Linked DNA regions of Mus musculus: regions 1, 2, 3, 5, 6 and 7 are each linked to region 4. A link is a contact called in public Hi-C and promoter capture Hi-C data. All regions are on one chromosome and are shown on one strand. The core of a region is the stretch at or near the end of the contact, and the rest is flanking DNA. Distances in the headings are between cores, read along the strand shown.

Region 1 (3,598 bases), core at 424-2,923, 1.4 Mb before region 4:
TAGCACTGTAACTATAGCCAGTAAATGGGCAAGACTGGGCTCCAATACTTTATTTATAAAAGCAGGAAACATTTGGCTCACACGACTCCAAGAGACTTACAAGACAAGCTTGGCTTCTAGAGGGGACACAGTCCAGTCCGATCCTCTGTGCGATAGGAACTTCCCAGAGTTTAATGCTGCCCTGAGTTTGTCTGTGGTGCCAGAACAGGGACATCTGGGAGTTCCCAGTCAGGTGGTGAGTGCCGAGCCTGGAGTGACTGAGGTTGCTCTGGAAACGGCTGAGCCATCCTCCTGGGATGTACCAATTCCTATCCCAGTACACAGACCCTAGGCAAGCACTGTGCTTATTTGGGCCCCCAGAAGTCTCTGTGCTCAGTTCCTGACCACCTGCCCTTCTTTGGTGACGGCCCAGTTGTAACTCTTCGGAGAGTCCAACGCTTCTTCTATCCGTGCCTCCAGGTTCTCCCGAGTGATGAAGTTTTTTGCCTCCTCCTACAGGAAGAGAAAGGTTGGCTTTGTGGGATCTCTCCCAGAGCTGGCTGCCTGCACTGTCTCTAGTCCACGGGTGTCAAAAGAACCCAGGGTCTCTTTGAGTGTCCCACCAATCGTCCAGCACAACTGTACTAGGTGACCTCGACCATCATATTGCTCTTCCTTGGACAATCACCCATCAGATCTCTCGGCCACAACCCAAGAACAAATCGTGACAACCTGATTAGAGGTGGGTGGACTCTCTCAAGTGCATGAATCCCTCTTACGTGTTAAAAAGCGCTCCATTCTCACTTACGGTTTCCCTGACTTCAAGTTTCACAAGGCAATACTAGCCTGTAACCTTTTACTGACCATTGCCTGCGAGGCATACCCTCTGCGCTGATGGAGAAGCCTCCTGAAGACTCTGGTCACTTGACGCCCAGTGCTGTCATCCCCCCCCCCCCCCCCCAGCCTCCCTTGCTGGGGTCTCCAATGTCCACATTCCCCATGACCTCCTGCATGCCCACCTGCAGCTTGAGCACTTCTTGCTCTTTCAGTTGCACCCAAGCCTGCTCCTCCTGAGCCCTCTGGGCCTGGGCCTCAGCCTTCTGCACCTCCTGGGCCTGTGCTTCCAGCTGCAACCTCGCTATCCTGCGAGGGGCAAGACGCCGAGGGTGAGCGGGGCCACAGATGAGCCTAGCCCAGCCCACCCAGTCCCGGGCCTCTCGCACCGTAGCTCCTGCATTCGCCGGTTCTCGTCCCGGTTCCAGGCCATCAGCTCCCGGTGCTCCGTGATGGCCTGCTGCGCCTTGCGCTCGGCCAGAACCCCGGCTCGGGCCTCGTGCAATTTCCTTCGCACCTCCAACGTGAACTCTAGCCTGGGGAGGACGGGCTTCGAGTCAGCACCCACCCTCGGCCCCGGCCCTTCCCGAAGGGCGTCTGCCCTCCACACGCACAAGCACACGCACCTGAGAGCGCGCACGGTCTCCCGGTACTGTCGGTAGCGCTCGGTCAACACGAAGAATTCCGCAGGGTCCACGGCGGGAGGCGTCTGCACCCGTCCGACCTTGGATTTGGCAGGCGGGTCATGGCGGGTCTTGCGGCCGCGCACGGGCAGGAGCAGCGGGGTCGGGGGCCGAGTCTCCGGCCGCGCCGCCAGGCGGTTCAGAGCGCGCAACATGACAGCCAGCGCCTGCGCCTGCGCCCGGCCCGGAAGTGGCCGCGGAGCACCACGGGAGCCTCCTGTCCTCGTCCCTGTTGGGCGGAGCTCTTGCTGTCTGGTCCAATGCACGTCCGGACTCTCGGGTAGAGTGGGAGGGGTCGAGGGGCACCTTGGAGACCCACAGCTTGCTGGGCTGCGTCGCCCGCTAAAGACAGCTACACCGCAGGACGCTCTGCCCACTTGTTCACAAGTTTGGACACCGTCCCAAGTGTGTGGCTCTGGGGCTCTCTGGCCCGCCGATGGCCTGTCTACCCTCCCAGACCTGATGCAAGAAATTTGGAGTTCCTGGCTACTTTAAACTTTAGATTTGCAAACCATTTCCTTGCACTGCACTGCCCTGCTGTGGTCTTGGGGGAGCTCTGCAGTTGCCAGAGTTCTCAGTATCAGTGACAACTTGTTCTCAACTGGGCGACCTGTGAGGTGACCCTTGTCCTCTTCCACCTGACCCGGGGTCTTCCCACCTCGAGACTACTCTTATTTATGAAGTACAATTTCCTCTCCAACTGAAGAGAAACAGCAGTGCAGCAGGGCAGAGAGCATCTGTCTCAGAAGTAGCTCGTTCCCCTCTGCCTCTCCAGCAAGGAGAGTTGTTGGAAATCAGAAGCTGACCCGAGTACTGGGGAACTGAACTTTCACCCCACTCATTAGTATTGTCTAGACCAGATTCTGCAGAGAACACCAGGCCATGGTCCTGCACTTCCAGGACACTTGGGAGTGTCTGAGGAGCCAGGACTGGGTGCAATAACAGACATTTTCTCAGAAGAGAACAGAGGCTGCTTAAACCCTGCTCTCAACTTCCAGGCTTGGTGGAGGCCCAGTCTGCACTTTCTTTCTCTCAGTCAGGCTTTGGAGATGAGATGCCAGAGTGTACTCTGGAGTCCTGGGGGCAAGCTGGTGACAGGTTTTCCTCCAGGGTTCCGGCCATAAGACCATTGCTGGGCCCTGGAGGATCCAGGATGGATGGTCTGTGGAAACCAGGGCATTACTGCTGCCCTACCCTGGAGTACCACAGGGTTGCTCCGAATGTCAGGGAACCTGACACTCCCACCCTGTTTTTGTTTTTGTTTTGTTTTTTGGCAGGGTCTCACTAGATAGCTCTGTCTAGCCTGGAACTTACAGTGTAGATCAGGCTCACAGAGATCCACCTGCCACTGCCTCCTAAATTCTGGCATTAAAGGCATATGCCACCATACCTGTCCTAACCCTTTCTTCTTCAGGGTCACCCTAGACAACCGGCAACTCATCTCAGATAACTTAAGTGTCTAGGCCAAGAGAATATTCTAGGGTATGGGCCATTTCCCTAGAGGCTCCCTAACCTTGCTGGCTCTGAAGTCCTCTCGCTAGTCAGGTGCACCCATCCTTTTAGAAGGTTTCATAAATGTAAGAGATTTAGATCTAAGGTAGATGAAAGTGTGGAGTCACTCTGAGTAGATAATGCTACAGAACTAGAAGGCAGGTTTTCTGCCCTCTTTCTTTGGCCTGATGGGGATGTGGACTGGTATGCAGTGGTGATGAAAGTAACTGTTTCCATTCACTGACCCTCCCTGCTAAAGTGGCAAGATAGAATTGTTGAGGGCAGAAGCCAGGAAAGGAGGCTTTTCTGGGCACTTCATGGGTAGAGGCACAGAGCTGGAGGGACGGAAGCCTCCTCATTTACCAAGGGGTAAACTATGAATGAGGTGATTCCAGGTGACTGTAGGACCCTATTCAGATGGTTCCTGGATTTAACGATCAGGCCATTCTATTTCCTCTGGTGTCAAATCCAGTGATATCTTTAAAACAAAAACCCTCAAACAGGGTCTTTCTTATTTGCTGGCCTTATATTTCTAACAAAGCCAAGGCTGGCCTTGAACTTGTAGCAATACCCCTGCATCTACCTCCAGGGTGCTAAGATAGTGTGTGCCA
Region 2 (3,995 bases), core at 1,212-3,711, 1.2 Mb before region 4:
GTAAAATCAAAATTTCTATGTTTTGGCCCAAAGAGTCTACCACATACGTCTCTTGGGTGGGTTATGGGGAGCTTTTCAAAACAAGGTTTCTCTGTATAGGCCTGGTTGTTCTAGAATTCACTCAGTAGTCCAGACTAGGCCTCAAACTCAGAGATCCACCTGCCTCTGCTAGGATTAAAGGCATGTACCTTTCAGAACCCAGACTCTCTGTTACTTAGCTTCCTCATTACTAAGTTGGTATGAATCATGATTTAGTTTTATATGGTGGTGATAATTAAGAAACTATACATAAGTACTTAGCATAATATCCAGTATATAAGGAAGTCATTTTTGTTAGCAACTTAGGACATACATATCAGTCCCAGGAGGTGTAACACTTCTAGGCCCTTCTTGAGTCCAGCACTTCTGTGACTCACTCACATCTTCTGAAGCATTACCTATCTACCCATGAAGCTGACTCTCCATAGAGTAAACAAGAGGAGCTCTGTCGTAATGTGGTCATCTTCCTTATGCTCTGATTTTAAAAGTCTGGGTAAGCAACAGGTATTTTTACAATAGCTAATATTTTATATTTATTATTTTTTAGCCTTTTAAATATGTATTTGGGGACAGAGTCTCATCTTGCCAAGGCTGGCCTCTGATATATATCCATCTAAGGCTGAACTGGCAATCCTAGTCTTCCAGCCTCCACATGCCAAGGGCTATGTGTTATATGAGGTTGTGGATGGGACACCACACTCTGCTCATTAGTATTTTCAGTTGCTTCATATTGTACATGTGTCTAAGAGAAATCATGACTAAACAAATGTAACAGAGCTCTAGAAATTACCACAAGGCATCCTCTGTCTAGAAAATGCATTACATTGCAAACAACACAATTCCATTTAAAAGTTTGGCTATGAGCAGAAGCAAAGTCTTCTGGGTTTTTTTGTTTTGTTTTGTTTTGGTTTTTTTGGTTTGTTTTTTCGAGACAGGGTTTCTCTGTATAGCCCTGGCTGTCCTGGAACTCGCTTTGTAGACCAGGCTGGCCTTGAACTCAGAAATCCACCTGCCTCTGCCTCCCAAGTGCTGGGATTAAAGGTGTGCGCCACCACCGCCCGGCTCAAAGTCTTCTATTGAAATAAGACGCCAACGCAATGTCTTTGTGATCTTCGGGTACATCAATAAAACATTCTTTACCATTTTGTTGGGTAATGATTAGGTTTTGCTTGTTTCTGTTATTATTTCAAGACAGGGTCTTACTATGTGGCCCTGTCTGGCCTGAGCTATAGAGCAGGGTGGCCTGAATCTCAGAGTGCTGGGATTAAGAGGCGTGGGCCACCAAAGGCTGACCAACTATTAGGTAACAGGCACTAGCCTAAATATGCATGGGAAATAGAAGTATTCTTAGCCTTCAAGAGCTTAGCACGAGAAACTCATACCAACACTGCCCTCGTGTGCCACATATGATAAGACTCTACAACTGGACCTTTGTGAGGCATAAAAGGATTCTACTGTAGGAAAACCAAGCAGGTCCTGAAAGATGAGCAACATTCTTCAGGGTGATAAAGAGGAAAATAGCAATGCCCATAGAAGCGACTATAGAACTGTGCAAACACAAAGCCATGGAATTGCCTGGTGTGATGAGGTCCTGCAATTAATTCTGTGAAGCTGGTACACCCACGGATTGAGGATGATTGAGGTTAAGTTGGAAACCACTCAGAGAGTGACAAATGTAGGCTGACCAATTGATGAGCGCTCCACAAGCAGTTTGTACTTTATATCTTAAAAAGAAATAAAGCCAACGAGACGGTAACCATTGTAATCACGTTACTAGTTTTAGCCTTGAGAAAGACCCACAGCTAAGGGCACTCCAACCCCGGTGAGTTGCCACTGCCTCGGGTTCCTCATTAATAGTGCCCCAAGACTGAAAAGCGGTTCATCCCCTTTTCTCAGCTTTGGTCAGTACTGTCACCCCGCCCGCTGTGGCGATCCCGCCTTCCTGTGAGAGCCCCTGTGGTCCGACTTCAGCAGTTTCCGGAAGGAGACTGGCACTCGCTGTCGCCGCGGGGCGGCCTCCCTCTACGTGATCTAAGCATCCTTCCGGAGGCCAACAGACCTCGGTTTAGGGGTGGCTTCTCAGCTTGCCTCAGTTGGCGCAAAGGAAGGACCAGATTGCTGCCCCTAAAGTGCGTAAAGTGGCAGACGCTCAGGCGAGCCGCCATAGGGACGGACGCCAGCACGCGTAGTGGCCGGGGCGAGCATTGCTGGCTCTGCCGGGAGGCTCAAGCCAGCAGCAGACAAGCAAGGTAAGCTGGGCTGTGGGACGGAAGGTGGGGCGTCGGGCAGCTCACCTGTAAAAGGCAGAGTCCCCGAGTGGATTCCAGTTCGCAGTGTAACAGTCCATGTCTAGTACAGCTGGCGGCAAGAGTCGCCGAGGAAAAACCCGCCTAGCGCAAGCTCAGGCCGCACTTCCGCTTCCGCCCTTCGGGGTCACGTGACGAGGCCGCCTTAGCGGCCATCAGAACTGTGGGCAAGCTACGCTGAGCTATCGTCCTGCCCTCGGCGCGGCGGCCCGAGTGGACCTAGCCCTGGTTTCTGTCCTCCACAGCGGCCAACCTCGCTGCCTTTCTGACTCCTCCGGCGTTGGGGATCGCATAGGGCGGGACACGGGTGACCGAAAGTGGGAGCCATGAGCATCTGAGGCACAGATGCTGGAGGCGTTGGCTGGACCACCGTAGCGCACGCATGGCGAGCGCTGGGCGTCGAGCTGCGTACCTACAGCTAACCTGGGCACCCGGGCTCTGTGGGGCGGGATCTTTGCAGAACCCACCGCTCTCCAGGGGCATGGGATCATTGACTCTAGATCAGGACATCGCTGCCGAGACGCTGTCGCACGGCACCTGGGCCTGCCCTACTGGCCCGTGAATCCCTGGAGCCCCCGAGAGACTTGGTAACTGGCGCGAGCGGACGAATGCGCACGCGCGGGGCCGCCGTTGACACGTGGCAGGGCAAAGGCGTCTCTGCGCGCGCGAAGCGCTGTAGTCTAAGACTACGGCCCAAGTGACCCTTCTTCCCTCCGAGTGTGATAAAGGCTGCTGCCGTGTTGGGATTCGCCTTGCCGCTCCCACTTTCCTCCCCATTACACAGAGCAGCCAGGGAGGGGCCAGCGCGCATGGGTCATCTTGGAACAGACCGGACCTACCTAGAGTCCCTGCCCTCTGTCAGCTTATTGGCCTCTCCCTGCAGCTGGTGTCAGTGGCAGCATGGTCTTCTGTTTGGAAAACGAGATGCCACACCGCCTGCTGGGAAGCGCCATGGTCCACTTCCATGCCTCAGAAGTCCAGCAGCTGCTACACAACAAGTTCGTGGTCATTTTGGGGGACTCCAGTGAGTGACCACTCTAGGATGACATTTCACCGCCCTGTATCTTCAACCTTTTCTTTGTCTGCACGCCACATCTCCATTTCAGACTTCTCCATCTCTTACTCTGTTTCAGGACACTAGACTGCATTTTTTTCTTTTTTAAATTCCCTATGTACCTTCCCTGGGTGCCCCGGCATATCATTTGTGCACTATTTTTTAGCCCATGAGTGTGGCATCTTTATTTGTTGTTGCCCTTCATGATTTTCTTAAAAGGACCTGTGGGCTATGTTGTGTGTTTTCCTAGGGATGGGACCAACTTAATTTTGCCATTTGGTCTTTGGTCGCTGTACATAAGCTAGAGGAGAGGGAAATAGCTGGAAAGAGCAGAGCTAGGGCTTTAAAATCTCGTCTTTTCTTCTCTAAGCCAACCCTCCATAGAGCTGCTGTTGGAGAGTCAATCCCTGGAAAACAAAGGCCTTCATTTGGGAAACTCTGGGAGGGGGTGAGGCCGACCTTAACCTTGGGATCCCTGTCTCCCTGCAGTCCAAAGAGCTGTGTATAAGGACCTGGTGCTTCTGCTCCAGAAAGACACACTGCTCACAGCTTCCCAGTTAAAAGCCAAGGTGAGAGAAGCTTGGCAGCCATGCCAG
Region 3 (3,918 bases), core at 384-2,883, 1.3 Mb before region 4:
TAAGATTTTGGGAAGCCTGCCAGTTTCTCCCAGGTGTGACAGCCGTGTAGACATAGAGAATCAGAGTCTGCAAGTCCCGGTATGGGCAACCCACACTCCAAGCAGGCTGCCAGGAAACACTAGGAAACATTTCTCTTGGGAGGTGGTTGAGGGGCTTCAAGATAACTAGGACGAATTCTATCAGGGAAGTCTTAAACAGGACCCAGAAGAAGCCGGTCCGCAAGAAGCTTCTCAAACAAGGAAGGCCCGGAACCAGGCAAGGAAGGGTGAGAAGGGGGACCCTGAAAGCAAAACCCTCCCACATATGAGGGGGTGGCCGAGCCGCTCCGAATGGCTAAACACAGCGTGGAAGAGAAAGGAGAATGAGAGGACTGAGGTAACCATCAAAGATTAAGTTCAGGAAGGACTGCCAAGAGCCTTGTAGGGAACGGTAAGGCATCTGGGTTTTCCTCCATCTCATTCACAGAGGAAGGAAAGTGAAGGAGTTTTTAAGCACACAAATGACAGCGTCTGATCTACGTTTTCGAAAGGAGTATCCAGACAGAAAGATGTTCATCCTGTCCCAGTCTTTCCTCATCCACCATCTTTTGGTTCTCTGGCTGCTTCAAGAGTTAGCAGGTAACAAGTGGTGCCATAGCCGGGGACATGAGGCTGGTTTTCAACAGAAATTCCCTATCCTAGCCAAGGGCTTCGGCCGACATCACACTCTGTCCAAGAGGGTTTGGAACATTTTTTTGCTTGTCCTACAAATATCATCACTATCAACAACAAAACCCTCTAATAGACAGGATCATCTCTGCCTCTGTAGTTGTTATTTTTAGGAAATATTAGGGGCTCAACCCCCCCCCCCCGTGGCAATTTTTAAGAATTACTGAAAGTAAACACAGGAGATGTGCGTTCCCAAGTGGCTGCTTTTGAATTCTGGGTAGCTTAAGTCCATATTTTCCTTCTTAAGCATACACAACAGTTGGGAATGGGCGGCAGAGAGGGGCCTGGGAGTAGGACCAGGAAGGGGTCTTAAGGGGAAGGTGGGAGGTGGGATGGTCACTGCGTGTGCCACCTATCTCCTCCCATTAAATGGACCTGAGCAAATCCCATTTTCGCTGCTCAAAGTTTTTTTCTTTCAGAATGAACTACGGCAGCGCCCTGGCCCGGGCCGGAGGAGGACGTCCGCAAAGTTCCAGCCTGTCTGTGTCCCGCACGTTTCCGGGACCCCCTCCCCCTGTCCACGGTGCCAGGATGCACAAGCCAGAGGCGCTCCTCCAGGATAGGATCCAGGGACCGCTCCCACGCGCGGCCGAGCCACCCCACCTCCCCGAGCCCTCCCGACGGCGGCAGGCGCGAACGCTTACCGAGCCCGGCGCTGGGCGGGACCGCGGGGGACGCGCACGGCAGCTCCGCCTCAGGACCGCGGCGGCGTCTCGGCCCGCCGCTCCCCTCAGGGCCGCCGCCCGGTCCGCTGCTCGAAGCCCCGCGGCGGCGGCGGCGGCCTCGCCTCCATGGCGAGGAGAAGCGGCAGAGAGAGGACTGGGCTGGAGGCTGCGATGGCGGCGTGGTCCAGGGGTCTGTGCAAGATGCCCCCGCGAGTCCCTGTCAGCGCCTCACTCGCCGCAGCCTCTCTCCCGTCGCGGCCTGGGCTGTAAGGCGCTTCGTCATTGGCCGTTGAGAGGCGGGCGCTGGTTCGCTGACGCCGGGCGGGCGTCTCCGCCTCCGTGAGCCCCACCCCTGCGCGCCCCGCTGCGCCGCGGAGTTCCCCGGGCGCACTGGGGGTCTCCGGGTAACAGGACAGGACGCTCCCTATCCTCCCCTGGCACACGTCTCCCACCTAGTCACGGTCCTAGGCCCCCGGGCATGGGCTTTTTTCCTTGTTTACAGATGAGGAAACTGACACCAGGCACAAGCCACACCAACTGGTGAACTCAGGCACTCGAAAGCCATCTCCATCCTTCTCCAAATGTGATCCTCTCTCTAACACACCCCGCGCCTCTGCCTCTGCCTCTGCCTCTCTCGCGCTCTCGCTCTCTCTCTCTCTCTCTCTCTCTCTCTCTCTCTCTGTCACACACACACACACACACACACACACACGAGAGAGAGAGAGAGAGAGAGAGAGAGTTAGTTGTAAGGCACTTAAAGGATGTAATTGCGAGAAGAATTTGCCTAGTACCTAGGACCGGTCTAGCTCTGAGTATGTCATCTTAAATAAACCAGCCCACATCATCCCCACCCGAACCCTAGGGAAATCTCTCTTGCTTTCCAGATGTGCAAGCTGGGCCTGATTCTCTAGAGCTGGATGGAAGCACAGCACACGGTGCTCCGCAGCGAGCGGGGAGATACTTCTTGATACATGCATAGTGGTCAGGAGAAGATTGAAAGCGCTGAGAGAGACCAGGGAAGCGAACAGCGTTCTTTGTGCATCTAGCTTCTAGGAACCATAAGTCGATTTTTTCGGAAGGTAGCAGTCCTCAGTTTAGAGCACTTTGGATGCTGCTAGACCTAGGGCGCCAAGTTAGAACTCTATGCAAACACCCTTCCTTTATTTGTTGAATAAGTAAGTGTGCGCAGACCAGAGCCAGGACCTGCAAATGTGCGTTGAAGCGGGCCTTCTTTAAACTTCCTCCCTCTGGGTAGTAAAAACCTCTCCTTGAGTTAAGATTTGTGACTCTTGATCTCCCTCCTCAGGGCCATCTCAGTGACAGTCTACAAGACCTCTATCCTGTCTCCTAAATGTCAGACTCCTGCCAATGAGGTCCGCTCCTCCTACAAGTTCCAGAAGCCCATTTCCTAGAAAGTACAAAGTCTATCAGGGATGCAAATACACAGCAAATTGAAAAGTGACCAAATGAAAAGTTGGGTCTTTCACTAGAACACAATACTTTACAAAACAAGACCAACACAGAACAAAACAAATCTGAAAAATACTGGTTCTTGGCTAAGAAAGCAGCCTCTTGGCTTTAGAGCAAACCCTACCAGCAAACTTTTTTTCTTTTCTTTCTTTTTCTTTCTTTCGGTTTTTTGTTTGTTTGTTTGTTTGTTTGTTTTGTTTTGGGGTTTTTTGTTTTTTTAATTTTTTTGAAATTTTTCTTATTTACAGTTAACCTATGACTCCTGGTCCTTTTCAGAGCTCCCTACCCCATTAGCACAATCAAGAGCCATCTTGGAAGAAAAATAAAATAGAAAAAAAGGAACCAAGAGAAAGATAAGTGGGAGCTCCCTGTTCTCTGCTGCATTGGTGCCTGCAGGTAAGAACTGGAATAGCAGGGCTGAAGGATAGGATTAAAGGAGCCCCATTTCCCCTCAAAAGTCCAAGTCACTTCCCCTCCCTGCCTACCTTTCTGTCTAGTAAATGAAGCAATGAGTTGTTCTCTATGTCCTGAATGCAGATCATGCACTGGACACCTCTCAGAGTAAGTCAGAGATGTCAACTCTCAGGAGCAAACATTCTGGGGTGGACATGGGTAATAGACTAACAAGAATGTTCACTAAAGTGCCAAGGTGAAAATGAAGCCAAGAAATACGAAAATTGAAATAAATGAAAACCAAGCACCTTCCCAGGCTACTTACTGCCCATCTTCTGAGGGTCATTTGCTGAAGTTCTGTAACTAAGACCAGGCAGGCTCTCTGACCTCATCTACTCTATGGCCACCATGGGTAACTTAATCTAGAAGCTCTTCCATACTTGGCCCCAAGCTTAAATCCTAACCCAAACCCTTAGATAGGACTTGATCCAATCCCAGACCACTGACACAGGCCTGCTTGTACAATTCTCAAGGAGGAAGATATTTTATACTAATTTTAGTTGTGCAAGTAAGAACTTGAAACAACAACAGCTCTGCTTTTGACTTTTATTTTGCAGGGATGAAGACCTTGGGGGCTCATACAAATTTAGCAAGTATTCTGTTTTAGTTAGCCCCCAAGAAC
Region 4 (4,138 bases), core at 612-3,111:
GAACAAGACTGAATGTGACTCATGAAAGGTCGCAAGTAGAAAGGTTACCTTACGGAGGATGAACGCACGAACAAGGAAGAATAAAATTCCAGACATAATACCAGAAAGCAGCGGAGAGACGAACCACGACATCACTGGAATAGAATACAAAATGAAGTGTCAGGTCTGGAAAGTACGTTTTTGTTAACAAGACCCCGAAATGGTAGGTGCTCCATTTCTGATACTCTTCAACTTGCCCCTCCACTTCACTCCCACTCCACGACACACAGCAGCACACAACGAAAATAAAACCATTTAAAATTCAACATACCAATTTTTATCAGTTCAGACCACTTGACACCCTTCTGCCCATTTGCCACAAGGGAGAAACCAATGGTTGCACCGACAATACAATGGGTCCCAGAAATCGGAAGCTTCAAAAACGAAGCCACGAGCTGCCACACAGCAGAACCTGAAACAGAATTAATCAGATTTTGTCAGGTAGATGGCAAAACTGTTACATAAGCAGTGCGTCCTTGCGGAGAGAAGGTTCAAGACTGGAGCGAACATAAGGTATAACTACAACTTACCAAACATAGCACTGACGGAGCCAGCCATGAGCAGATCTTGAGTTTCGTTGTACAGCTCCACATCTATCAAGCCGTTCCGGATGGTTTCGCTCACTTTGGCCCCCAGCAAGGCGGAGCCCACAGTTTCGAAGATGCTAGCTAAGATGCAGGCTTGCTTCAGGGTCACTACACCTGAGCCTACAGCTGTACCGAACGAATTTGCTACATCATTGGCTCCCACGGAGAATGCCAAGACAAATGCAATGATGAAGCCCAGGATGAGCATCCATAGATTGTCATACTTCGGTGGAGCGGAAGCAGTAACAGCAGCTAGGGTACTAGTAATCGTTGCCACAGTAGATTCCATTCTCTAGTGTAGTGGTTCTTTAAATAATAAGAGAATTACTAAGCGGCTTTTGAGATGTGTAAACGGAATGAGGTATCAAAATGCTATAATAAATAGTATATATTATATAAAATTAAATACTGTAAACTACGGCACGGAAACCGAGCTGGGGAGTTACTGCTATACGCTGCTGCGTCTGGGCGTCTGTTGTCTGGGGTTTCTTTGGCTCTGGAGGGCTAAAAGCACGGAGCAGAATTCCATGGCGGATTAGAGAAAGGACGCAAGTTCATCCTGGGGGGACGAAGTGGAAGAAAATAACAATAGCGGCGCATCTCTGGGAAGAGGGCAGCCTGGGACTCCGCATAGTCCCCCCCCCCCCCGCCCGTCACTTATGTCTTCAGTCCCCCAAACGCTGTGCAAGGTGGGGCACAGGGCGATCTCTGTGCTCCCCCACCCCCCACCCCGTCCCGCCCCGCCCCGCCCCACGAGTTCTGTTCAGTCTCCGGCCGCTTGCCCGCGCGCGCCCTCCGTGGATGATCGGAAAAAAGACCATTCCCGCGCGCGCCTGCCGAGGACCGCCGAAAAGGCCCGCGGAAGGGCGCGGCGTGCGTGGGGAGGCGGGAGGAGGACAGCAGCGTAGCGGGGTCCTGCAGCCTGCATCCCACCCCCGCCAGCCAGCTCCCCACACCCGAGCCCACTCCAGAGAAGAAAGGACCTTTGCACCACCGGTGCCGCGCCGCCACTCACCAAAGGAAACTGAGGGCCGAACAGAGAGACCAGAAGAACGAGACTGAGGCAGGCTCGAGCCACGGTCGCACAACCCAGGACGGCAACACCGGGCACAGCACGGAGGGACTCTCTACCCACTCGTGAAGCAGCCGCGGGCGCCTCAGCAGGCGAGAGGTGAAAACACGCAACGCGCGCCGGCGGCCATCATATAGAGAGCATGCCGCCGGCTCCTATTTATAGCCGGTTCTGCGCCCCACGTGACCTGCCGAGCCTCGCGCCCGCCCGAGGTCCCGCCTCCGATGTGACGCAACCACAGGCTGGTCGGGCGCGCCTAGCCGGGTGAGCTGGGCAGCGGCGCTGATTGGCCTGGACGTCCCCGGGGCCCCGCCCCCAACGAGGAGCTGGTCCACGTGGGACTGGCTGGCCGCCTCCCTGCAGCCTCGCCCGGGTTATCCTGTCTGCGCTGGCCACGCCGGGTGGCTGCGGGCGGGGACTGTGGGGGAGTCTCGCCCAGACACGCGGGGACTGAGGCCGCCACCAAGGTCGTTCCGAGTTTCTCCCACGCGGGCCCGGGTCAGCTCGGTGGCGACGCGGAAGAGCGGGTGTGCTGAGACTTGCCCTTGGCCGGACCCGATCTGTACCTCGCCCGGAGAGGGTGGAGGGATCTCACGTGGCCACCTCGCTCCCGCAGTCACGCACTTGTGTGAAAACGGAAAGATTCGGGAGTCACGAGGATAGGCTTGCGTTCCCAGCTGTGGCACTGCGCTGAGGGAGAGCCATGGGTCATTAGTTTCCCGGCGCCGGACCTCCGTTTTAGGAGCCCCGGCTATGGCGCAGCGGGGAGGATGTTACTTTGGATTCGAATTCTTAACTCATATTTGCTGCAGTGTGTCACCTTGAACAAACCCTAGGTCTCCTCAAGCCGAGTGCTCTGGAACGAGAAATAATAGCAGAGTGAGAGAGACTGGAGGACGGGTTGGAATTGTGTGTAAAGCACAACAAAGATGCATTTCCTGTCAGCTCATCGGGGCTAGTGGCGACAGGCAGTACTAATTCAGGTATTCTGGTTACAAGTTCTTACCCAGTAAGGAGAATCATATTAGCTAAGATATAAGCATGTGACTGGAACTCAATAGATGTTCAGGAAATGAACCTTCATTTCCTCGTTACTTTTTTTTTTGAATGTGCCTGTTTTAGAATATAGGAAAAGGTTACAGAGGATGTCCTCATCCTGAAAGTTTTCCCATCCCCTTTTGAAATAAAGATTGCTTCCTGGTCCCCTACATGGTATAAGGTTGTAGTTCTGACAATGGATTAGTTCGTTTTATTGCCTAAGCTCAGAACTAACTAGTCACCACTCCTTGGGAGATTTAAGTTATGTGGGTTATAAAGAAACTTAAGAATTCCAGCCAGAAATACCCGGTTTAGAACGCTCTAAAACGCTCTCTGCTCTCCAAAGGTAGGGCAACGAATAGCAGAAACAAACATGTTGTAAATTATAACTTCACAGGAGTGTCCTGTGACCTATAATTTGGTAGACTCAGAATCTCGTATAGGTTATACAGGTCTATTGACCTCAAGGTCATGGCTGGAAAACAACCTTCATGTTCCAGGACACTGACCCCAGTGTGTAATTCTGGCATCTTCAAATGCAACACTCTTTGCCCTTACTTCTTTCCAAGGTCATAAAACATTGAATAAAAGGACTGGTTTGTTAAAAGGTTGTTAGTGTCCTGCCAATTAAAACAATTTTTGAAGTAATTATTTGTGAGGAAATTGCTCATGACTTTGCCCACTGTTTGGATGTGCTTTGCTTCAGTCTGTTGATGACCATGCTTTTGCCTCTTGAAATTGAGACAACCAAGGTGAGCAGCCATGGTGAATAAGGCCCATCCAGGTACAAGAGCAGAATCCAGAGCCAGGTTTGCCAGATGTGAAGGCATCACTGTGGTTCAGGGAGAGTATAGTATTTTGAGACTTGGCTTTATGCTACTTTAGTATCCATGTATTTTCAGGCAGAGACAGATTTCTCTGTCTCTAGAGAGTCCTTACTGTCTTGAAATCAAGGAGGGGGGATGTGATGGTTGGTCAGATGGTTTTAGATTGTCTTGTTTTTTGTTTGTCTTTTGTTTTTGTTTTTGTTTTTTGAGATAGGGTGTCACTGTGTAGCTGTCTGGTTGTCCGGGAACTTACTGTGTAAATCAGGCTAGCCTCGAAATCACAGAGATCCCCCTGCCTCTGCCTCCCAAGTGCTGGGATTAAATTCATGCACTTCTATACTTGGTTACCAGTTTTAATATTCAACTTGACCCACTCTAGAATCACCTAGGAAGAGAGTCTTGGTGAAGGCTTGTCTAGATAGGTCGGCCTGTGAGCAGGTCTGTAGTGGACTGTCTCAGTGTGGAACGCTGAAGTCTGAAAGTATGTGGCACCTTTTCCTGGTATCATAGTTAGGGTTTCTTTGCTATGGTGAAACACCATGACCAAAAAGGAAGCTGGGGAGGAAAGGCCTTAT
Region 5 (4,136 bases), core at 8-2,507, 1.1 Mb after region 4:
GACGGCGCGCGCTTTGCGGGAATTCCCGCCGCCAGGGCAGCGGGACATTAGAGACAAAGCGAGACACGCACCCCTCGGAGATCCGCGAGGCCACGATCGCACTCCAGGCCATTCCGAGCCAAGTCCCTAATGCCTCCGCAGTCCCCTGAAGAACTTCTCAGCAACTTCACCTGCTGTGTCCCCATGTGCTACCGAGTGCTACCGACACGAACCAAATATGAACGACCATCTCGGGTCTCGGGCATGCACATCCAGACCTCTGCCCCCACTGTTCAGTTAGCCTTCCTCAAGCAGTGCCTGCCCCGTGGGCAATAGGCTTGCGAGCTCAGGGGTCCGCCAGCCTATGCGACTGGGTCCCGGTGCAATCGGGCTAGGAGTAGTCGGCTAGCTGGGGCTTGGAATACGCGTAGCCTAAGTGGTCCTAGGGGGGTTACGGGGTTTCTTGTCTCCTGTAGATACGGTGTTCCTCAATATCCACAGGACGGTCGCAAAAGGAACCGGGCCGCCAGGGACATCCGGAAAGGAAATTGACCACTATGGCCAAACTGACTTGAATGGGTACAAGCAAAGTCTGGGCGCGTGTGATTTTAATACTCAAACCTCCGCAATGAACCCGCGTCAGCGAAGAGTTAAGTCTACCCGCCCGCCGCTACCGCGCGGCTACTTCTCCCGGGCCGTCTGGGTCGCCGCGACGCTTCCCGGCTGGACGCACTACCGGCACCACGAAGCGGGACCTCGGCTCCAAGCCGAGACCACGCGCCCTCCTTGCCCGCGAGAGATGCCTCAGCGGCCCCTCGTGCGGCATTGCGTCCCAACCCAGTCTTCGGCTAAGTGCCCGCAGCTTCAGTGCCGACAACCCTTCCCCAAAAGTGCCTTGGCACGCAGCGACCTCGACCCGACTCCCAGCGTTCGCCTCCTGCAGCCACGCGGGACAAACCAGTGCCTCCACCCGCACGTGCGACACCAGAGACAGATGAAGCCGCTGCGGCGCCTGTCTTCTATCCATCCCCAGCCTGCGCCCCGGGAGTCGCGGAGTGTTTACCTTGCGTTTCTCAGTCCGAGAATCAGAGTCAGACATTGGGTGGACGAGGGCCAGGGGAAGGGCGCCGAGGCGGTGGCGGCGGGAGCAGCGGAGGTGGTGTGAATCCAAGTGGAACACAGCTCGCAGAGCGGCTGCAGGAATCCGGTGACGGCGACGATGGCAAGGACCGCAGAGCTCCAACCAGCTGGTGACCCAGTGCCTGCGGGGAGCGAAGTGAAAGCAGCCTGCTCTTGAGACTCTGCGGTAGTTGAGCCCCCGCCCCCGCGCCCAATCACCGCGGGCTCCGCCCCCGTTTAGTCCGGCCCCCGGCAAGCCGGAAGGTAAGCCCCACCCCCCACGGCCCCCAGGCCGCTGGCGCGTGCAGGCTGCGACAGGTAGTGGGGAGGGTGGCCCCGCCGGCTGTCCTGCAGTTTGCGTGCGCCGCCCACCCCGGCGTGTTTACCCTAGTGTCTTGGCCTGCGGGCAGCTGCATGCTCGCCCATCCTCCACTCAGAATGTACCCGCCCCTCCCCGTCCGCCCGTGGCGGCCACCTCGCAGAGCGGAACTTAGGGGGCGCTCAGGGTACACTGCTCTGTGTCCAGCCCGGCCGCGGGCGCCAGTTGGAAGCCTCAGAAGGCGTCCCTCCGCCCTTGCTTTGCACAGCTTCTCAGCCCCAAACCATGAGGATTAGATTGGTGCAAGGATGGGCACTGGCCTTTGACTGTCCTTTCCTAGAATTCCTGACCTCCGGGGGACTCAGATCAGCAAGATGCTCACCCCTCTTCGTCTGCGCCTCAAGCGAGATTCTTCGTCGCCGCCGCCTTCTGCCTTCTGTCCTCCTTTAGGCTCTCCTTAGTGTTGTGTTTGTGTGTGTGTGCTGTTGTTGTTGTTGTGGTTTATATGTTTGTTTCCCTAGTGCCCAGTTACTTAAGAGGCAGAGGTGGTGGTGAGAAGGACAGTTGAGAGACAAGAGAAGCGGGAAGCTTCAGGGAGCGATGGGCGGGCACGACAAGCATATAAAATAGGGGAATGAGAAAGTTAGCTGGAAAAGAATAACTACAAGGAAAAGGAGGGGGGCTACCAAGGAAAGACGGTTGTGCCATGAGCGGTGTTGGGAGCCTCGAAATGTTTGGGGCTCACAGTGTACGCCAGGAACTGTCTATCCATCGGTCCGCCGATGCTGGCGACCATGGAGCAGCGGAGTTCAGGCCGAGCTGGGAAAACCATAAGGGGGTCGAAAAAAAAATCCCTTGATCTTCCTGAGGCCTTTGTGATTCCAACAGAAGTCTGGAAGTCAATGGCGCCATGTGCATCCCCACCCCCAGCCCCTTCTCTCATAGCGGCGGCCCAAAAAAGCTGCTCTGGAAATGGAACGTCCCACTCCCCACACGAGATTAAGGAAACTCTATTAATGGGCTACCCAACCTGCATCCAGGCTGGCAGTAAGTAGGACGTAGCCTTTTCTTGCAGAACAAGTGTTGCGACCTGCCGTCCCAATCAATGTTGGGCCATCTTGGTCATTTTGGTGTTTGTATGCGGATCTAACGTCACGGTGACACAGCACAGCCCCATGCTAAAGTCTAGCTTCTCAAGTGAATCCTGAGTGAGATCAAAGAAGCCATTGGTTCCCAGGGAAGCTGGGGTGTTCAAGGCAAAGCCTTGCTCCTGCTGGAGGTCAGGGGTGATCGCTACAAGAGCGCACAGGGCAAGGGCGTGGATGAAGTCAAGTACACCGCCGATCCAGGTCTGTCCTGACCAAGGTCTGTGAAGCAGTACTGTGCCTTGGCCACTCGGCATCCCACCCATGCAGCCCAATCTGCTACTGCTACTCTGGGAGTCCAAAGCCAGCAGCAAGTATTCTGCGCCCTCAGCGTGGAGCTAGGCGCCTCATACTTGGACTAGAAAAGAACCATACAGGGGTGGGAGGTGGGGGTGGGGAAGCGCTGGTGTTTCTTTGTAGGAGCAGGCTGCTCTGGAGTCTTCCGATTCTGCAACCCTGGACATGCTAAAAGAAAATATACAGGCACTGGGGAAAGCAACGGGTTGGGCTATGTGCTCTTTTTTAGGTCCTAATTAGGAAGCCGGCCTGGAGGCGGAGGCTCTTGCATCACCAGGGAACAAGGCAGTCAGGGGAGCTTCCACCAAGTGCCTCAAGTCAGGTAGCCGCGGGCCTTTGGGCCCATTCAGCTTTCTCTGGCTGTGTCGGAAGAACTCCTGGGACCGGATTTGACAGCAGAGAAGAGCAGCGTGGGAAGGGCCAGTGGGTCACTGGTGCCTTACTGAGGCTGCCAGCGGATATGGAGGGAGGGGAGCGAGTCGATGGCTAGAGATGAGAACGAAACTGGGCAACACCAAGTCAGAACACAAATGAGAAATTCATTTCCGCCTGTGTAATCTCTCCAAATTCCAAAATCACTTTATTCCAATTATTCCCCAGGCCAGCCAGCCCTACCTCTCCAAGCCGCGGGAGCATCTTTCTATTATTTATTAATCTTTGCACATCTATGCTTTTCTGAAGGGTTGGTAACAGTTTAGCGCGGAGGAGCGTTTGTCGCGCATGGTCGTGCGGTCCGGAGATCACCTACCTGGTGAGACTAGGGCGACTGCAGGCTCAAGCTCTCCGCTCTCGCCAGTGCATTTCCTCGCAAAGCTGGAGCAAGCCTGATTCACGAATCATCCCTCGCTGAACTTTTGCCCGAGCTTGGAGAGGGTGGAGCTTTCCTCCACCCCTTTTGCCTAAGGGTGTTTGATTTTTATGTTTTGATTTTTTTTTTTTTAACCCAGCGCCAGAGCTTTTCGAAGTCTCTGGGAATATGAGTCACCACTGACAGTAGAGATCTTTGGTGGCACCATGCGGTGGGCGAAGACGATTGTCTGGGGGATCCAGGGCCATGGCTGGGAGAAGTCAAGGTAAAGGCCAGGCGAGGCTACAAACCAGGCTAAGTCACTGTGATAGTGGGGTATCCATCTATGGCTCCCTCTCCCGGACAACTTGCCCTGCTCCTCGCCAGCCTTAGCTGGACCTCCTCTGCCAGACCAAAATCCCCAAGGTGGCTGCCCTGCACCTGCCACTTTGGCCTCTGCTCCAGCTCTGGCCAAATACTTGGAAGATGG
Region 6 (3,661 bases), core at 670-3,169, 1.4 Mb after region 4:
AGATCTTCATGCATGTGCAGTAGGCATTTTCCCAGGTGATCCATCTCCAGCCCCAGAGCAGGGTCAGCTCTGTTGTCAACATCATTTATTGAGGCTTAGTTGGGATAGGTTTTTTGAAGTACATTTTGTCCTAAACTGAAAACTTGGGGTTAAATTGACTTGTGGCTGGACTAGCTCCGCCTCTGGGCTGTTCCTGGAAGACCAGGTATTTGTGCTGTTTTAGGTTTTCGTTTGTTTTATGATTTTTTTTTATGAGTTTGAATGTTTTGTGTTTTGTCTGCATGCATGTCTGTGTACCACATAGATGCCTACTTGGTACTTGCAGAGGCCAGAGAAAAGTGTCACATCCCCTAGAACTGGAGTTATAAGGCAATTACAAGCTGGTTCCTGGGAACTGGACCTAGGTCCTGAGCAAGAGCAGTCAATAATCTTAAAAACGGAGCCATGTCAGCAGCCCTCGTCTCATTGCTTAAGTGCAGCATCCGGCTATGTTCATCCTTTTCTAAGTCACTTCTAGCATCCTGCTCTAAACATGTAGGTGCCCTATGCCCTTGCTCTCTACTACTACTACCTGTTTGTATGTCCTGTGTGTCCCTAGCTTTGTAGTGGACCATTCCCCTGGACATTTCTTTTCCTTCTACCCTCCTACTTAACTATATGAAGTTCCCTCTGATAAGTTATTTCTCCACCGGTGAAATGAGCCAATTCAAGCCAGATTAGTGAGTTCAATGACCCAAAGGACCAAGGCCAGAGAAATGACAGTAGGAAGAGAGAAGTTGGGGAGGGGAAAGAGAAAGAGAAAGGTTGCCGGTAGAGGGAGAGACCAAAACCTCTGGATTACTTAGGGAAGAGCCTCAGGGGGGAAGGTCAGACCAGCACCTGGGCTGTAAAGTTTAAGGGTCAGGGTATGTTCGATAAGGGCTGAGGGATGCTGGAAGAATCTGGAGACCCGGTCTGCTTTGATATGTAAAATACGCACTTCAGTTCCTTCCCAGGTTTCCCTGAAGTAAGTTCAGTGACCAGTGTTCTTGGAGAACAAGGCAGGGGTTTCGTGGTCCCTGGTTTCCCCGTCCGAAACCAAATACTCTCCTCCCCCCCCATCCCCCCACCAGAAAAGTCTTCCATGGACACGGTACTTTGCCCATTGAAATTGGGAGTCAGGAGTCACAATAATAGATACCTTGGCAATAGTATACCAGCTCTATCCAGTGGTGAGCTTGGACCATCACCATTCTTAAATCCAAGGTTGCTGTCGAGTTTGGGTATTGGATTTAGAGGGCTGTCTCCTGAGAGTGAAAAGAAAACTGGGGCTCTTGAGAAATCTATTTGCCCGCAGGCTTGTCCCACATGGCAGAATCAGCACCCCCAAAGAATTGAGGATTTACCACATGAAAATTTTCGAGAGACACTTCAGCAATACCCCCAAATGGCAAGATTTTAAAACCGTCTCTGGGCCAAGTGTGATAGCACATACGTTTAAGCCCAGTACTAGGGAGGCAGAGAGGCCCGCGGATTTCTGTGAATTCAGGGCTACACCATGAGACTAACAATAAAACCACCTTCAGAGTGAACGTGCAGCGAAATCGAGTCCCACAAATGCCAAGGGAAAGCTCTCATAGCTAAGGTTTTCCATACTAGAACTATTTTTGAAGATTAGTTTCGCAGACCCGGCTTCAGAAAGCTGTGTAGAACAGAGCACCGCACGGTGTGAGGTCGTGATAGTTATGAGACCTGCAGTCAGGGACTCCCGGGGACCTCTACTACTATCCCTAGGAATCCAGAGGAAAGGAAAGGACTTTTTTTTTTTTTTTTTTTTTTTTTTGCAAAGCCTAAACCGACCGTTTAGTGCAACCTGTGGCACGGGGTTGTGGCGCCCGCTGATAGCGTCATCTTGCTGAGCCCTAGCTTTGGTTTCCCTGACAACCGGCGCGGTCCCGCCGGCGGCGGCTAGGCCGATGCTCGCCCGGCGGCCGCGGGACCCGCTGCAGGCGCTGAGGCGCCGCGGGCAGGAGCTGAAGCTGCAGGTAGGTCCGGGGTAGAGGGTCCCACATCCCAGCTCCTCACCGGGAGCCAAGCGCCGGGTTCTAACCCGGGGCCCCCGCCGTAGATAAAACCTCCAGAAAGCCTTGCGGGTCAACTAAGAATTCGGTCTAACGACTCACCAACCCTCAACACTCCTCATCCCTCAGGCCCTTGTCTAAACTAGCCAGACCCACCCAGCCCAGCGCCCCTCTCCTTTGAAATTCATCACTTTCTCAAAGTGTAACAGGTGTCAACGTATAGTCTTAATAAACTAACCAAGGACAGATTAGTAATTTCAGAAAAGTTAATTTCAAAGATGATCAAACACAAAAGATCACAAAGATTGTAAGTCACAACGCACAGTGCATGGAAGACGTGATGAAACAGGCGATGTATAAGCTATAGTGTATGAGCTACAGCATTTCTGGACAGCAGTTTGACAAGATATAGCAAACATTGATCCTCCTAGGCTGGTTGATACATTTCCAGGAATCTACCACTTGTAATAATTTTCAATTTGGGCAGAGATGCTTATTATAATAAAAGAAACTGGATATGAATAAGTGATCAATATTAGAGGGTGGATAAACTAACCATAAATTTATTATTGTTCCATAGGGCTCCTCAGTTCTTGTCTTGAGGAAAGAGTCTTAGTGGCAGGATACAAAACTTAAAACAGAAGTTTATATAGCAAAGCAAAGCGTACCCTCCAGAGAGACAGGAGTGGGCTGCAGGAGCCGGAGGAGCCTGGGAGGTCTCCCAATGTACATTTTAAACAAGTTTTAATCGATATTGACATGAGTGTGTATCCCTCTGTTGGTGATCTTGAAGTACCCATGTATGGGGACAGCAAATGTCAAAATTACAACGTAAGCAATATAATGAAGTGGAGTCTTTTGAGGATGCAGCCCTTTTATACAAGTGTGACAACTGAGTGTTCTTGCCTCCTTAGTTCTAACAGGAACAATGTAACTTCAGCTTCAAGAGTGTTTAACCACAAAGGACTGTCAGGAGACACAGCTACCAAGACAGGGAGGTGGTTTTCCTAGGTGATGTCATTTGTAATTCCTTACCTACCAGTATCATCTGTTGGGATCTGATGGTACTATGAAGAGATTTTTGCTAGAGCTTTTGGTGTTAGGGGGTAAAGAATTGTGGTAAGACATCAAGTTAGAAAAGGCGTGTAAGGACGTGGCTCCGTGGTTGAGAGCACTGGCTTCTCTTCCAGAGGTCACTAGTACAGTTCCCAGCACCCACATGGTGGCTCATAGTTGTCTAACTCCTGGGGCCCTGATGCCTGATTCTGGCCTCCAGGCACCAGGCCAGCATGTGATGCACAGACATGCAGGCAAGCAAAGTATTCATATACATATAAAAGAATGCAAAGTGCAATACATACTATTTCAATAATATTTGTTTTACATCGTGTATATAAAAAGATGTAGGGGGAAATCAGGGCGGGCTAGAGTGTACAGCAAACTGCAAATGATTCTTGTTTGCCTTTATGTGTTTTTTTTTTCTCAAGACACTGAATTCCTATTACTCTTAAGCATAGCCACAGGGAAAATTATGTAATTATAATCTCAAAAAAAAAGAGGTAACAAATAGCCGTTACTGGATTGTTCATTTGTTTTTCTGA
Region 7 (4,180 bases), core at 183-2,682, 1.1 Mb before region 4:
AAAATGGCCAGTTTGAACTGGAGAGAGAGAGAGAGAGAGAGAGCCCAGCTGCTTCCTGATCTTGCTGCCGTCCCTTCCCCTCTGTGGTGACTGGGGTCTCCTGGAGCCATGAGCTAAAGTAAATCTGTTCTTTCGAAAGCTGCTTTTGTCTGTGTTTTGTCCCAACAATGATAAAAGTAATTGATACAAGTCCATTAGGCAGGCATGGGGTACACGCCTTTAATCCTAGCACTTAGAAAGCAAAGAGGCAGGTGGATCTCTCTGAGTTCCAGGTCAGCCTGGTCTACATAGGAAGTTATAGGTCAACCAGGGATATAAAGAGAGATCCTGTCTCAACAAAACATACATGCCTGTTCTGATACACTTTCCGTGTAGCACTCAATAAATTATATGAGATACTCAACATTCTATTATAAAATAGACACTGGGTTTAGCAATCTAATGGAGTTTTGAGAGGAGATGATATAGAGGACCCGCCCCCCATCCAGGATCCCTGGGGACATAACTAAGCAGCTAAATCAATGTCAGTAACTCTTTATTTCCAGAAGTAGTGGGAGAGAAACTATCAGCTATCATGATGAATGAGTTTTCTGTTTACTGCATGAGAACAAATTCATGAGTGAAACACACACAGATCTATAATCAAACTATTGAAAACACACCATTTCACCTGTAATACATACATGGCTAGAGGTGCCCTGCAGGATAGTTATAATCTTCATCATATGTACAAAGGAGAATGTACAGGGATATACACAGCAATGTTGCTGAGAAGAGCCCAAATCAGATTTCATACTAGGTATCTGCCTATTTAAGAAAGGATTAAGCAATTTAGTAAATTTAAATTATAGCATACTATACAGTGGAGCAAAAGAATTAGCTTTTATTTTTCAGCTTCTTTTTTTTTTTTTCCAGGATGTGGTGGTGCACACCTTTAATTCCAGCACTTGGGAGGTGGAGGCAGGCGGGTCTATGAGTTTGAGGCCAGCCTGGTCTACAGAGCTACCTCATCAACTCCAAGTTAGTTTTCTTATCATAACCAGTTTTCTTTGTAATCTGAATTATTTTACCTATTTAAAAGAATTCTAAGTGACTAACAGTGAGTACTAGTTAAGAGAATAACGCATAACAGAACATTCAAACATTCACAAATTCCCAAGACTTCTCAACTTATTGTTAAACTCACATCCTTGTTCAATACTTGGCCATATATATTTGGATGTTGTTTTGAATTTTCAAGAGAAATTAAATCTGACGAGTGAAAACAAAGCAAACAGACAAACTGGTTGTGTGTCCTGTGACCCTACATTACCAAACAGAAGGAGAGAACTCAAGTGAATCCGTACACACCGCCGATTGGTACGGGAGAAAGAACCGCCAAGCTCGCCAGGGCTGACAGGAAGTCCAGCTCCCACGACCGCGCTCGCTTCCGGCGTCACTTCCCCCGCGACTTCCTCGGCCGAACATGGCAGCGCTGAGCAATGTCCGCTGGCTGACCCGAGTGAGGCCCGGGACGACCTGAGCGGAGGGTGGGCGGGAGAACAGAGGGTTTGTCCGCGGTTTCCAAAAGAAGGCAAGGTCATCGCGGTGTAAGGGGCCGCGGTGTCCCCGATCTGACCTTGTGTCTGTCGCAGGCGGTGCTCGCCGCTCGGAACTCCGGGGCATGGAGAGGTCTCGGAACATCTACGGCTCACGCCGCTTCCCAGAGCCAGGTACGCTTGAGTCCAGCTTCGTTCTCGCCCATCCTTGTCGCCTCCTTGCCGCTCCCCTGGGTTTCCCCTCCCCACCTCTTTCCCTCTGACTCCCACTTCTGCCCCTGCTCCATCTCTGCTGGCCCCACTCACAGGCACAAGATGTGAGGGTGGAGGGTGCCTTTCCTGTGACCATGCTGCCTGGAGACGGCGTGGGGCCAGAGCTCATGCATGCTGTCAAGGAAGTGTTCAAGGTGAATAGCCCGGGGCGGGGGATGGGTGGCGGATCAGGCTACAGGGATGGATGGGTTGTTGGAAAGTTCAGACCTGACCCAGCCCTGTGCTTGGACTTATCCCTGAAGGCTGCTGCTGTCCCTGTGGAATTTAAGGAGCATCATCTGAGCGAGGTGCAGAATATGGCTTCTGAGGAGAAGCTGGAGCAGGTGCTGAGTTCCATGAAGGAGAACAAAGTTGCCATCATTGGTTTGTATGGCACTCTGTCATTTAAGAGCAGTGTTCATAAAGCCCCTCTCTCTGCAGTGTGTATATATCAGTTTTCCAGACTGGCCTCTACTGACATTTAGGAATTTGTTTCTTCTCAGTGGCAAACCAGGAGTTAGTGATGTCAGGAAGGGGTTGGGACCTGCTGAGGCTGTGTCACCGGGGTCAGACCCTGTTAGTTGTGTCTGCGTGCCCATTCTTTTTTGGTTTGTTCATTTATTGTTTGTTGTTGTTGTTGTTGTTGTTGTTAGTTTTTCCAGGTAGGGTTTCTCTGTGTAGCCCCGGCTGTTCTGGAACTCTCTGTAGACCAGGCTGGACTCGAACTCACAGAGATCTGCCTGCCTCTGCCTCTCTGCTCTCTGCCTCTGCCTCCCAAGGGCTGAGATTAAAGGCACGGCCACCCTAACCCAGTGTGCGCTGATCATTCTAACCACTCCATTTCTTCTCTTGTGCTGTTTTATTCCCCATATTGGATTTTTAAAAATTTATTTATTTATTTATTTATTTAGCTTGTAGGTTTCCTCCTATAGACCCACTTTCTTGGACAGCCTCACTTGCAGGGCCAGCTTTTGCAGAGGAAAGTCAGTTCTTTATAATCTGGCCCCTGATGTTCCTGTTTTCCTTTCTACAATTTGTTCTGTGCGTTGCTCACAATCCGCTGTCCTAATTGTCCTGTATATGTCACTGTGTCACCTATCAGGATCTCCACTCACTTGTGGCATTAGTTTCCTATGACTGCCATTGGATGCTACTGAAAATAACATATATAATTCAGTTCCTGAAGCTACAGTCCCTCTAAGTTCCTTGGGGCAAGTTTGATCCTCACCAGCAAAATACCCAATTTCCTTTTCTTGTTTTTTCTTTGTGCACAACTACTATCAAATGGCAATCAACCAACAACCCCTCTCTGCTTCTCAGGACCCTAACATTTCTATACCCTCTTGAAAAGCTCCCACAATTCTAAATGTTACATAATCACAAAAACTACCTGATCCCAGGCAAAACCACACCCGGCATGAGGCAAATCTTAGTCAACTGCTGTGAAGAGTCTGAAGCAGACCTGTATCCCACACCTGGGAATAAAACAAAAACATAGTCTCATAACATTTCAGTGGATTTTTTTATAAAGAAACCAAAATTCTCACTATAAAATCCTCATTTATAGTTTCTCCCTGCCGCCTCCCCCCCCCCCCCCCCAAATAAAGTCATGTTTATGGTTTCTTGGTGTAAGCTCATGGGCCTATCATTTGGGGCCTATCACTGGTCAACTCACTGAAGGTACTTAACCAGGAACTAACTACAGTAAGTACCAGCTTTTCTGTAACATTTCATATGACCAGAGGGCTTCCTCTTCTGTGTTCCTAAGCTTAGTTCCTGTCATCCCTACAGAACTTATGTTGTCTTTCTCGTTGAGGGCAGGAGTTTGTGGTTTTGACTGATACCCTGTTGCCTTACATACATAGTCAGTTTTCAGTAAGTAGTAGCTGAGATAATGCAGTCACTAGACACCCTTGCTTTTCAGCTTGGCATTAAACCAGGTTCTTTGATTTAAAAAAAAAAATAGCTCTTAGGTCATTTAGGAATTTCAACATAATGTCTAAAATTAAAGCATTATGCTCAGTTCATCTAATTTTCACCACATTATTCTCCTTTGCCTCTTGCCACTAGAAATAAAAGGGTTGAGGGGTTTGGGAGTGGAAGATGGGAGTCTAGGTTGTATGAAGTCAGTGGGGAGACTGGACACTAGTCTAACATTACTTCTCCTCTACTTTGTTGTCCCAGGAAAGATCTATACCCCAATGGAGTATAAGGGTGAACTAGCCTCCTATGATATGCAGCTGAGGTAGGTAGATGGGTAGGTGTGGGTCTGAGGAGTGCTGGGCACCGGGCACAAAGCAGATGATGGCTGTCTACTCTCAGGCGTAAGTTGGATTTGTTTGCCAACGTAGTCCACGTGAAGTCACTTCCTGGATACAAGACTCGGCACA

What was found. Promoter capture Hi-C pulls out the DNA fragments that hold promoters and counts their contacts. A called contact is a pair of places that touch in the nucleus more often than the background predicts.
Region 1: a contact with region 4 is called in a promoter capture Hi-C map of liver, with 2.3 times the contacts expected there. The contact joins the promoter of Mrps26 here to the promoter of Slc20a1 in region 4. A contact is called at or near these places in 2 of 39 promoter capture datasets (both in liver) and 1 of 115 datasets of contacts at active chromatin or transcription factors (pancreatic cancer cells).
Region 2: a Hi-C map of B cells shows a contact between it and region 4, with 5 read pairs. The contact joins the promoter of Vps16 here to the promoter of Slc20a1 in region 4. A contact is called at or near these places in 2 of 39 promoter capture datasets (the 3T3-L1 cell line and liver), 1 of 484 Hi-C or Micro-C datasets (B cells), 1 of 115 datasets of contacts at active chromatin or transcription factors (forebrain) and 1 of 9 other capture datasets (adipose tissue).
Region 3: a promoter capture Hi-C map of liver shows a contact between it and region 4, with 4 times the contacts expected there. The contact joins the promoter of Ptpra here to the promoter of Slc20a1 in region 4. A contact is called at or near these places in 2 of 39 promoter capture datasets (both in liver).
Region 5: a contact with region 4 is called in a promoter capture Hi-C map of pre-B cells, with 2.4 times the contacts expected there. The contact joins the promoter of Bcl2l11 here to the promoter of Slc20a1 in region 4.
Region 6: a promoter capture Hi-C map of pre-B cells shows a contact between it and region 4, with 4 times the contacts expected there. The contact joins the promoter of Nphp1 here to the promoter of Slc20a1 in region 4. A contact is called at or near these places in 2 of 39 promoter capture datasets (liver and pre-B cells) and 4 of 115 datasets of contacts at active chromatin or transcription factors (T-cell acute lymphoblastic leukemia, astrocytes, embryonic midbrain and 1 more).
Region 7: a contact with region 4 is called in a promoter capture Hi-C map of liver, with 2.4 times the contacts expected there. The contact joins the promoter of Idh3b here to the promoter of Slc20a1 in region 4. A contact is called at or near these places in 7 of 39 promoter capture datasets (the C10 cell line, cranial neural crest, embryonic stem cells and 3 more), 1 of 484 Hi-C or Micro-C datasets (muscle stem cells), 3 of 115 datasets of contacts at active chromatin or transcription factors (SST interneurons, astrocytes and epiblast stem cells) and 1 of 9 other capture datasets (adipose tissue).

What each region holds. Positions count from the first base shown.
Region 1 is chr2:130,561,832-130,565,429 of GRCm38.p6, reverse strand. It overlaps Mrps26 (mitochondrial ribosomal protein S26), which reads right to left and starts at 1,673. Exons shown (of 4, transcript NM_207207.1): 1 at 1,440-1,673; 2 at 1,203-1,349; 3 at 999-1,122; 4 at 36-492. The coding sequence starts at 1,651. The coding sequence ends at 373. 4930473A02Rik (RIKEN cDNA 4930473A02 gene) reads left to right here and starts at 1,681. Exons shown (of 9, transcript NR_040348.1): 1 at 1,681-1,776.
Region 2 is chr2:130,422,786-130,426,780 of GRCm38.p6, reverse strand. Vps16 (VSP16 CORVET/HOPS core subunit) reads right to left here and starts at 2,461. Exons shown (of 24, transcript NM_030559.3): 1 at 2,334-2,461. The coding sequence starts at 2,386. Pced1a (PC-esterase domain containing 1A) reads left to right here and starts at 2,493. Exons shown (of 7, transcript NM_178762.4): 1 at 2,493-3,369; 2 at 3,889-3,968. The coding sequence starts at 3,246.
Region 3 is chr2:130,447,993-130,451,910 of GRCm38.p6, reverse strand. It overlaps Ptpra (protein tyrosine phosphatase, receptor type, A), which reads right to left and starts at 1,633. Exons shown (of 21, transcript NM_001163688.1): 1 at 1,353-1,633. Gm52562 (predicted gene, 52562) reads left to right here and starts at 341. Exons shown (of 3, transcript NR_165481.1): 1 at 341-376; 2 at 467-618; 3 at 1,128-3,918.
Region 4 is chr2:129,196,496-129,200,633 of GRCm38.p6, reverse strand. Slc20a1 (solute carrier family 20, member 1) reads right to left here and starts at 1,861. Exons shown (of 11, transcript NM_015747.2): 1 at 1,642-1,861; 2 at 570-1,185; 3 at 311-451; 4 at 49-134. The coding sequence starts at 915.
Region 5 is chr2:128,123,159-128,127,294 of GRCm38.p6, reverse strand. Bcl2l11 (BCL2-like 11 (apoptosis facilitator)) reads right to left here and starts at 1,257. Exons shown (of 4, transcript NM_207680.2): 1 at 1,043-1,257. It overlaps Acoxl (acyl-Coenzyme A oxidase-like), which reads right to left. Exons shown (of 18, transcript NM_028765.3): 18 at 3,402-4,136.
Region 6 is chr2:127,787,149-127,790,809 of GRCm38.p6, reverse strand. Nphp1 (nephronophthisis 1 (juvenile) homolog (human)) reads left to right here and starts at 1,919. Exons shown (of 20, transcript NM_016902.4): 1 at 1,919-2,024. The coding sequence starts at 1,956.
Region 7 is chr2:130,281,703-130,285,882 of GRCm38.p6, reverse strand. It overlaps Idh3b (isocitrate dehydrogenase 3 (NAD+) beta), which reads left to right and starts at 1,432. Exons shown (of 12, transcript NM_130884.4): 1 at 1,432-1,501; 2 at 1,635-1,712; 3 at 1,847-1,945; 4 at 2,054-2,174; 5 at 3,975-4,035; 6 at 4,113-4,180. The coding sequence starts at 1,466.